Linked DNA regions of Rattus norvegicus: region 2 is linked to region 1. A link is a contact called in public Hi-C data. All regions are on one chromosome and are shown on one strand. Each heading gives the region's core, a stretch centred on a gene start, on an enhancer-like site or on the middle of the called end of the contact. The rest is flanking DNA. Distances are from core to core; before and after follow the strand shown.

Evidence for each region. Hi-C and Micro-C count contacts between places; a contact is called where the count stands out from the background.
Region 2: a contact with region 1 is called in a Hi-C map of mammary epithelial cells, with 3 times the contacts expected there. The contact joins the promoter of Pard6b here to the promoter of Cebpb in region 1. A contact is called at or near these places in 8 of 12 Hi-C or Micro-C datasets (the A7r5 cell line, Schwann cells, frontal cortex and 4 more).

What each region holds. Positions count from the first base shown.
Region 1 is chr3:176,814,771-176,818,728 of GRCr8, forward strand. It overlaps Cebpb (CCAAT/enhancer binding protein beta), which reads left to right and starts at 2,235. Exons shown (of 1, transcript NM_024125.5): 1 at 2,235-3,666. The coding sequence starts at 2,288. The coding sequence ends at 3,181.
Region 2 is chr3:177,207,731-177,211,688 of GRCr8, forward strand. It overlaps Pard6b (par-6 family cell polarity regulator beta), which reads left to right and starts at 1,699. Exons shown (of 3, transcript NM_001108609.1): 1 at 1,699-2,000. The coding sequence starts at 1,935.

The DNA.
Region 1 (3,958 bases), core at 985-3,484:
TTGTGTCCCTGTGTGACCGGAGTCACCTTTCTCTAGACTAGAGTTTACTGTTAGAGCCGATTACAACCCCACAGCTTGGGAGACTTTCTCCACCACCGTTTCTTCACTGTGACGACCCTGAGCCCTCACTTAGATCTGCTGAGCCCCCCCGTCTCCTTACCCGTGAACACAGACAGAATGGCTCACCTCCCACAATTACCAGGGGGATCAAATGAGTATAAAATGAGGCTCAGAGAGAGCAGAGGGCTAAGGCCACACAGAGATGCTTGGGGTACTGTATAACTCTCCCCAGGTCTCGCTATGTCTCCCCAGAGCCCTGAAATGCCGACAGGAAGCTAAGGCGCAGAGCCAGTCTGCCAGAGACCACACCCAGCCAAAACAGGGAGTAAAGAGAGAAGTCAGGCCATCAAGATGGCTCAGTGGTTTAAGGCACTTAGAGCCAAGTCCGAGGACCCGAGTTCAATACCCAGGACCCATTGGATAGAAGGAGCGGCCTGTGACAGGCAGTGAACTCTGAAGTTCTGACCTTCACATGCAAGTTGTGGTGCACATTCACACAGTAAATAAATACGATAGACAGACAGACAGACAGACCCCTCCCTGGAGGTGCTGACATGGGGAGTAGGCAGCAGGGACAGAAGGAAGAGTGGCCAAGTGAAATAGGCTTTCAGGTTAGGAGTGTTAGGGAGCTTGGGGCTCAGGAAATCTTGGAGGGCTTCCTGGAGGCAAGCTCAGCCGAGACCCCAGCAGGGAACTCCTGGAGCAGGGTTGAGGGAATAGGGAGCACTGCCTTTCTGGAGCCCAGTCTGAGGGGAAACTGAGGGAAGGAGGGCAATGGTGTGAATGGTGGCCTAGAGGCAGAAAGAACAGTCACCAGTGTTGGATGAGGGAAGGCCTGTCAGTGAAGCCCCAATGTCCCACTTTATAGCCAGGCCTGGCTGGGTGGCCCTGGGGATGTCACCACGCCTCTCTGGGCCCTGATCCCTTCCTGGCCCAGAGGCTGCTGGGAAGGCCAGAAAGCCGCAGGCAGGGCTAGTGTCTTATCCTTTCCCTCCCTGCCCCCCACCCCCAAGGGCACAGGGAGATGTCATTTCTCCAGCTCTTGGGGGCGGAGGTCACCCCAGCTCAGCAGATAACACCGAAGGTTGAGCAACACCCCGCCAGCTTGCCGGGGCCAGGCCTGGGGTCAATGGGTCGGGGGTCAGCCCCAGGCAGGTTGGCAGCTCCCGCTTGAGTGGCCCGGCTGGGAGTGGCAGAAGAGTGGGCCCCCAAAGTTGTCCTGGGCCTTCTCGGAAGAGTCTCACCGGGGAGAGGCTGGTGGTCCAACCTGGTGCCCATTCAAGTGCATGGAGAGTTTGTTTTTCCAGCTCTCCGGGTGACCGTTGCGTCCTTACGACTGGACTTGGGTCTGCCATGTTCCCACCGCAACCACCTGAGGAGCTGCAGCCTCCGGGGAGGGCTGTGCGGGTCTTTCTTGGGGTCCATTTGTCTCTGATACCCGGACACCACTACCGACAATACCAACACTGTCCACGGAGGAAACTCAGAGGAGCAAAGTGACTCACCCACAGACACAGTGTGGCAGAACCCCCACCCTTGCCACCTTCGCGGAGAGGCGTGGGGAGTGGAGTAGGCTGGTGCGGTGGGCGGGCCATACAAAGGGTTGAGGGTTGGGATCCGGGGACAGTAAGCATCCCCGGGGTGGGCGTGCACAGGGTGGAGAGTTCTGCTTCCAGGAGTTGGGGTCTCAGAGGCGTGGGCAGCACCTGGGTGGGCGGACATGCACCGGGTGGAAGGCTGTTTCCAGGGAGTTGGGGACCGGGGACAGCGGGCGGGATCCGACGGTTGGGGTCGTGCACCGGGTGGACTGATCTGTTTCCCAGAAGTTGGGGGCCCGGGAGAGCGGACAGGAGCCGGACCAGTCACCGCGTCCTCCAGCAGGGGGCGGGCGGCGGCAGCGCTCCTCAGTGTTCCCGAGGGGCGGGAAGGGGGCGGGCTAGCGTCACCCGCGTCCGTGGCGATCGCGGGGCTGGCGGGGCGCCCAGGACACCGCTCAGTATCCCGCGCGCGGACCCCCGCCGCTCCCCACTCCCCGCCGCGCCCTCTCGCGCTCCCGCGGCCGGGCAATGACGCGCACCGACCCGGCGGCGGGGCGGCGGGAGGGGCCCCGGCGTGACGCAGCCCGTTGCCAGGCGCCGCCTTATAAACCTCCCGCTCGGCCGCCGCCGAGCCGAGTCCGAGCCGCGCACGGGACCGGGACGCAGCGGAGCCCGCGGGCCCCGCGTTCATGCACCGCCTGCTGGCCTGGGACGCAGCATGCCTCCCGCCGCCGCCCGCCGCCTTTAGACCCATGGAAGTGGCCAACTTCTACTACGAGCCCGACTGCCTGGCCTACGGGGCCAAGGCGGCCCGCGCCGCGCCGCGCGCCCCCGCCGCCGAGCCGGCCATCGGCGAGCACGAGCGCGCCATCGACTTCAGCCCCTACCTGGAGCCGCTCGCGCCCGCCGCCGCGGACTTCGCCGCGCCCGCGCCCGCGCACCACGACTTCCTTTCCGACCTCTTCGCCGACGACTACGGCGCCAAGCCGAGCAAGAAGCCGTCCGACTACGGTTACGTGAGCCTCGGCCGCGCGGGCGCCAAGGCCGCACCGCCCGCCTGCTTCCCGCCGCCGCCTCCCGCCGCACTCAAGGCCGAGCCGGGCTTCGAACCCGCGGACTGCAAGCGCGCGGACGACGCGCCCGCCATGGCGGCCGGCTTCCCGTTCGCCCTGCGCGCCTACCTGGGCTACCAGGCGACGCCGAGCGGCAGCAGCGGCAGCCTGTCCACGTCGTCGTCGTCCAGCCCGCCCGGGACGCCGAGCCCCGCCGACGCCAAGGCCGCGCCCGCCGCCTGCTTCGCGGGGCCGCCGGCCGCGCCCGCCAAGGCCAAGGCCAAGAAGGCGGTGGACAAGCTGAGCGACGAGTACAAGATGCGGCGCGAGCGCAACAACATCGCGGTGCGCAAGAGCCGCGACAAGGCCAAGATGCGCAACCTGGAGACGCAGCACAAGGTGCTGGAGCTGACGGCGGAGAACGAGCGGCTGCAGAAGAAGGTGGAGCAGCTGTCGCGAGAGCTCAGCACGCTGCGGAACTTGTTCAAGCAGCTGCCCGAGCCGCTGCTGGCCTCGGCGGGTCACTGCTAGCCCGGCGGGGGTGGCGTGGGGGCGCCGCGGCCACCCTGGGCACCGTGCGCCCTGCCCCGCGCGCTCCGTCCCCGCGCGCGCCCGGGGCACCGTGCGTGCACCGCGCGCACCTGCACCTGCACCGAGGGGACACCGTGGGCACCGCGCGCACGCACCTGCACCGCGCACCGGGTTTCGGGACTTGATGCAATCCGGATCAAACGTGGCTGAGCGCGTGTGGACACGGGACTGACGCAACACACGTGTAACTGTCAGCCGGGCCCTGAGTAATCACTTAAAGATGTTCCTGCGGGGTTGTTGCTGTTGATGTTTTTGTTTTTGTTTTTTGTTTTTTGTTTTTTTTTTGGTCTTATTATTTTTTTGTATTATATAAAAAAGTTCTATTTCTATGAGAAAAGAGGCGTATGTATATTTTGAGAACCTTTTCCGTTTCGAGCATTAAAGTGAAGACATTTTAATAAACTTTTTTGGAGAATGTTTAAAAAGCCTTTTGGGGGCAGTAGTTGGCTTTTGAAAAAAAATTTTTTTTCTTCCCTCCTGACTTTGGATTTATGCGAGATTTTGTTTTTTGTGTTTCTGGTGTGTAGGGGGCTGCGGGTTATTTTTGGGTTGTGTGTGGTGGTGGGTGGGGGTGTCGCATCTGGGTTTTTCTCCTCCCCTGGCAGATGGGATGCCAGCCCCTCCCCCCAGGAGAGGGGGCAGAGTGCCGGGTCAGGAATTCAGGGTGACTCAGCACCCATGGGTGCCGGGGACCTTGCTAGAAACCCTGCTTGGGAC
Region 2 (3,958 bases), core at 449-2,948, 390 kb after region 1:
TGCCTAGGTCTGGCGAACTGATTCATTGAAGGGGCTTCTCATCTTTGAAGGTATAGGGTGTAGCCTGGAGAAGCCACAGACTGGGCTCCTCTGTCCCCAAATACATACATGAGAGTATGCCAAGCCAGGAGACTAACTGAGCAAAGCGGACATATCCCGCCATTGGGTAACTTTCATTCTACATAGAGGAACACTATTTGAAGTGCGCATGCACGAGGGAAAATAGAAAACCTGAGACCCATCACAGTGGAAATGGGGAGGCACAGATGTTAAATTCTGTGGTACAAGGGGAGAGGGTGGACAGGAGTGAAGCTTCCTAATCAGCTAGCTCTTCAGCCCTCCGTGGGGTAGAGGGGACATAAAGGGTCTCAACTTTCACCTTTCTCCTAACATCAGCAAGGCCAATGATAAACAAAACAGCGAGGCATCCGCCCCACACCCCGGTGTGGGGCGAGCGCTCAGAGATTAGGAATTGGTGTTGTGTTACCAGGGACACAGCTTGGTCACTGGGAGAACAGAACACAGCCCAGAGGCCGGCGTTGGTACAAACAACAAACAGCCAAGAAATTGCTCCATGGAGAGAAGACTTCAGCCCCAGAGGGCGGATGGGGAGGCCTGCAGGGAGCCAGGGCCTGTGGGGACTGTAGCAGGCCTCAGCTCTCTGGTCCTCTCCTGATACCCAGGACACCCTGGGGACAGGGAAGATCTAGAGCAATGGTTCTCAACCTTCCTAATGCTGTGACCTCGCCTTGTGATGGCCTCTGATCATACAATTATTTTTCTAGTTACTTAATTGTAATTGTGCTACTGCTATGGCTCATAAATATCTGTGTTTTCCAATGGTCGTAGGTGACCCCTGAGAAAGGGTCGTCCTGGGGGTCGGATCCCACAGGTTGAGAAGCGTTCATCTAGTCGAAAGTGCGGTTTCCCCGCGTGAAATCCGGCCGAGAGCCCCCTTCCAACCAGCCTCTTCTTCTAGTGACTGTCCCAGAGGCGGGAAAACTTGAATCTTTCGACAAGAGTTTCAGGGGGCCGCCTAGAAGCCGCAGCATGGGGGCCCAAGTCGAAGAGGGGCCCTGGAAGCCCAGCAATCCCACGTCATCACAAGGGAACGGCCGTACACACATTCCAAGCCGGTGACTAGGGCGCGTTAAAGATACGGGTGCTCCGGACTCGACCCAGCGGGCGAAAACGCTCGCGCGCATGCGCAAACCCCCCCCCCCCCCCCCCCCGAGCTGCAGTCCAGGTGCGCTCGCGCTTCCGGCCGGCCTTCCCCATTGCCTTCTCGGGGCGGAAACTCTACAGCCAGCGCATGCGTCCTGCTGCTCCCCATATTAATCCGGAGAGGCCCAGAGTTTCAGGTGATCCCGCCCCTCCCTCGCAACGCAGGGCCAATCGCTAGGCTGTGGGCGGGGCTTTCCAGACACGAGGCCCGCCCACGGGCCGCGCGAGCCCCGCAGGCTGCGTGCCGATTGGCTGTCGCCGCGGGCGCAGGTGCGCGCTTCCTATTGGGTGTGGGCGGAGCGCGAGCCGCCGCCGAGGCTGCAGGTGAGCGCGCGCACGTGCCGCGGCTGCGGCCGAGCTCGGTGCACGAGCACCGGGTGCACGAGCACCGGGCCGCGCGCGTGCCCGCGGGGGAGGCAGCGGAGGAGCAAGGCTGCGGCGGCTGTGGGATTGTGCTCCGCCCTCTCTTCACCGCGGCCGCCGCCGCCTCCGAGCCTCGCTGGGAGGGACCCGTGTCCCCGCCTGCCGCACTGCCAGTCCGACCCTCAGGCCGCCACGGAGCAGCGGGCACAGCGCTGCGCGGACCTTAGCAGGTGCCGTGACGAAGCGCCGTGCTGCGCTTCGAGTCCCGAGCCCGCGCTCCGCGGCCCCGCTGCCCGCGCTCCCGAGGACGGGCCCCAGACGAGGCCGCCGCCGGCCGGGCGCTCAGCATGAACCGTGGCCACAGGCACGGGGTGAGCAGCGGCTGCCTGGGCACCATGGAGGTGAAGAGCAAGGTGCGCGGCCGGGCGGGGCGACGGGGACGAGGGCTGGCGGGATGGTAGACGCGGGCTGCCCGGTGAGGACGTAGGGTGGAGGGATGATGGACCTCGGCTGCCCTGTGGGAAAGCGGGGAGGGCGATCTGCTGGCCGAAGCACGTAGGAGAGAAACTTGGTGGAGCGCGGCGACGGGAAGCGTTTGCGTCTGCTCCGCAGCACAGCCCCTGTTTGCTATCCTTCGTATTCCCGCCTTGCTTTAAGGGTGCGATGGGGACCGCTCCAGTGCAAGGTGATGGGATAGTTTTGGGGGAAATCCCTTCACCCCGGGCACGAGTCTGAGGCTTTGGGAACACCTTGCTGTCTTCTCATGTAACCTTTTCTTGGGATTCGGGGGTACATCGAATGGAGGAGAGCTTTTTCCAGCTCTAACTTTGGTATGCGTCTAATCTATGAAATTAGCACTATCGCCTTACTCTGGTGCTGCGCTTGACAATCGAGACGCTGCTACCCTTTTCATTCCGGCTCTTCATTCCGAATGTTTTTCCCCCTTGGCGGGTCTGCCAGTCCTGTTAGTGATTTCAGTTTCCGTGGAATTCCTCAATCCCAAAGCCGGGTGAGCAGAGTAGCCCGTGGGGATTAACTGAAGAATGCCTTCTTCCAAAAAGGGGCTTTTCAGATGGAATTTGAAGGTGATCTGTAGCCACTCGAACATGTCGGCAAGCCTCTCCTGATTTTGAAAGGCCAGGAGGAGCAGGATTTTGTAGCCTGGTTCTCTGAGAGTTCTGAGATGACAAGAAAACCAGCACTTAAAGGGTGTGACGTCCCCCTAACTCTGCTCTAGGACCAGGTTTTGCCGGATGGAACAACTTGTAAAACAGTCGTAGAGGGCATTGCTGACCATGAGAATTTAGGACAAAATTGTTGTGAGACACACAGGAAGAACGGTGTATCAAACACCCACAGTAAAAATAAGTGTGGTGGTTAAGGGATTCCTTGGGGAACGGCGGTCCTGGGAGTAGGGTGAGTGGGGAAAGGTGTCTGGAGCCTTTGTGTGTAGTTTCTGGGCTTGAGAGGAAAGTTCTGTAACTAAGAGTCACATATCTACACTTGTTTTTAATGTTTTTTTATTTTTAATCTCTAACTATTGAAGCTGGATCTAGAGAGTTCCAGGAGACCCCGTCTTAATGAAGTGGAGGGAGGACTTTATATATCAGAATAGATACACAGATCTGTTTAATAATAACAGGACTGTTGGTGTTAGAGAGATAGATGCACTTACGCGTGTGCACTGTTCTTGCCGGAGTCCCACGCTCAGCTCTCAGCATCCCTGTCAAGCAGCATGCACCTGTAACTTTCTTAAAATTCACTATTTTGTGTGTATAAGTGCCTGCATGTATGTCTGTGTGGCCGCCTGTATGCCTGCTGCTCTAGGAGGCCAGAATCCTAGAGAGAGTTGGATCCCCTGGATCTGGAGTTGAAATAGTGGGTGCTGGGACCCACACCCAGATCCTCTGGATGAGCAGCATGTCCAGTGAGCCTTCTCTCTAGCTCCAGAAGATCTGATGTTCTGGCTTCCCAGAGCACCTACACATGACATGCACACACAGAGACACAGGTGTACACAGAGCTGTTTTAGAATAAAAACTATGATAGTTTAGGGGACACACCCTTCCTGGCTGGGGTTCCATACAACAGCAAGTGACTTGTTAGTATAGGAAGATGACTGACTCCCAGACATGTCCGTCTTTTTCTCTAGTTTGTAGCTGTCAACACACAAACTTTCTCCTGGCGTCTCTTTGTAGTTGGGCTTGTGGGACTTGAGGTCAGAAAAGAAAACCACTTGCGATGTTGTGTACTACCAACACTGAGTTTTATGGTCCCGATCTTGGTAGTGAGTCCTTAATGTTTTTTTTGTTTTTTTTTTTTTATCATTTAAAAAAATAAGTAGAGATGCTAGGTGTGCCAGCCAGTCAGA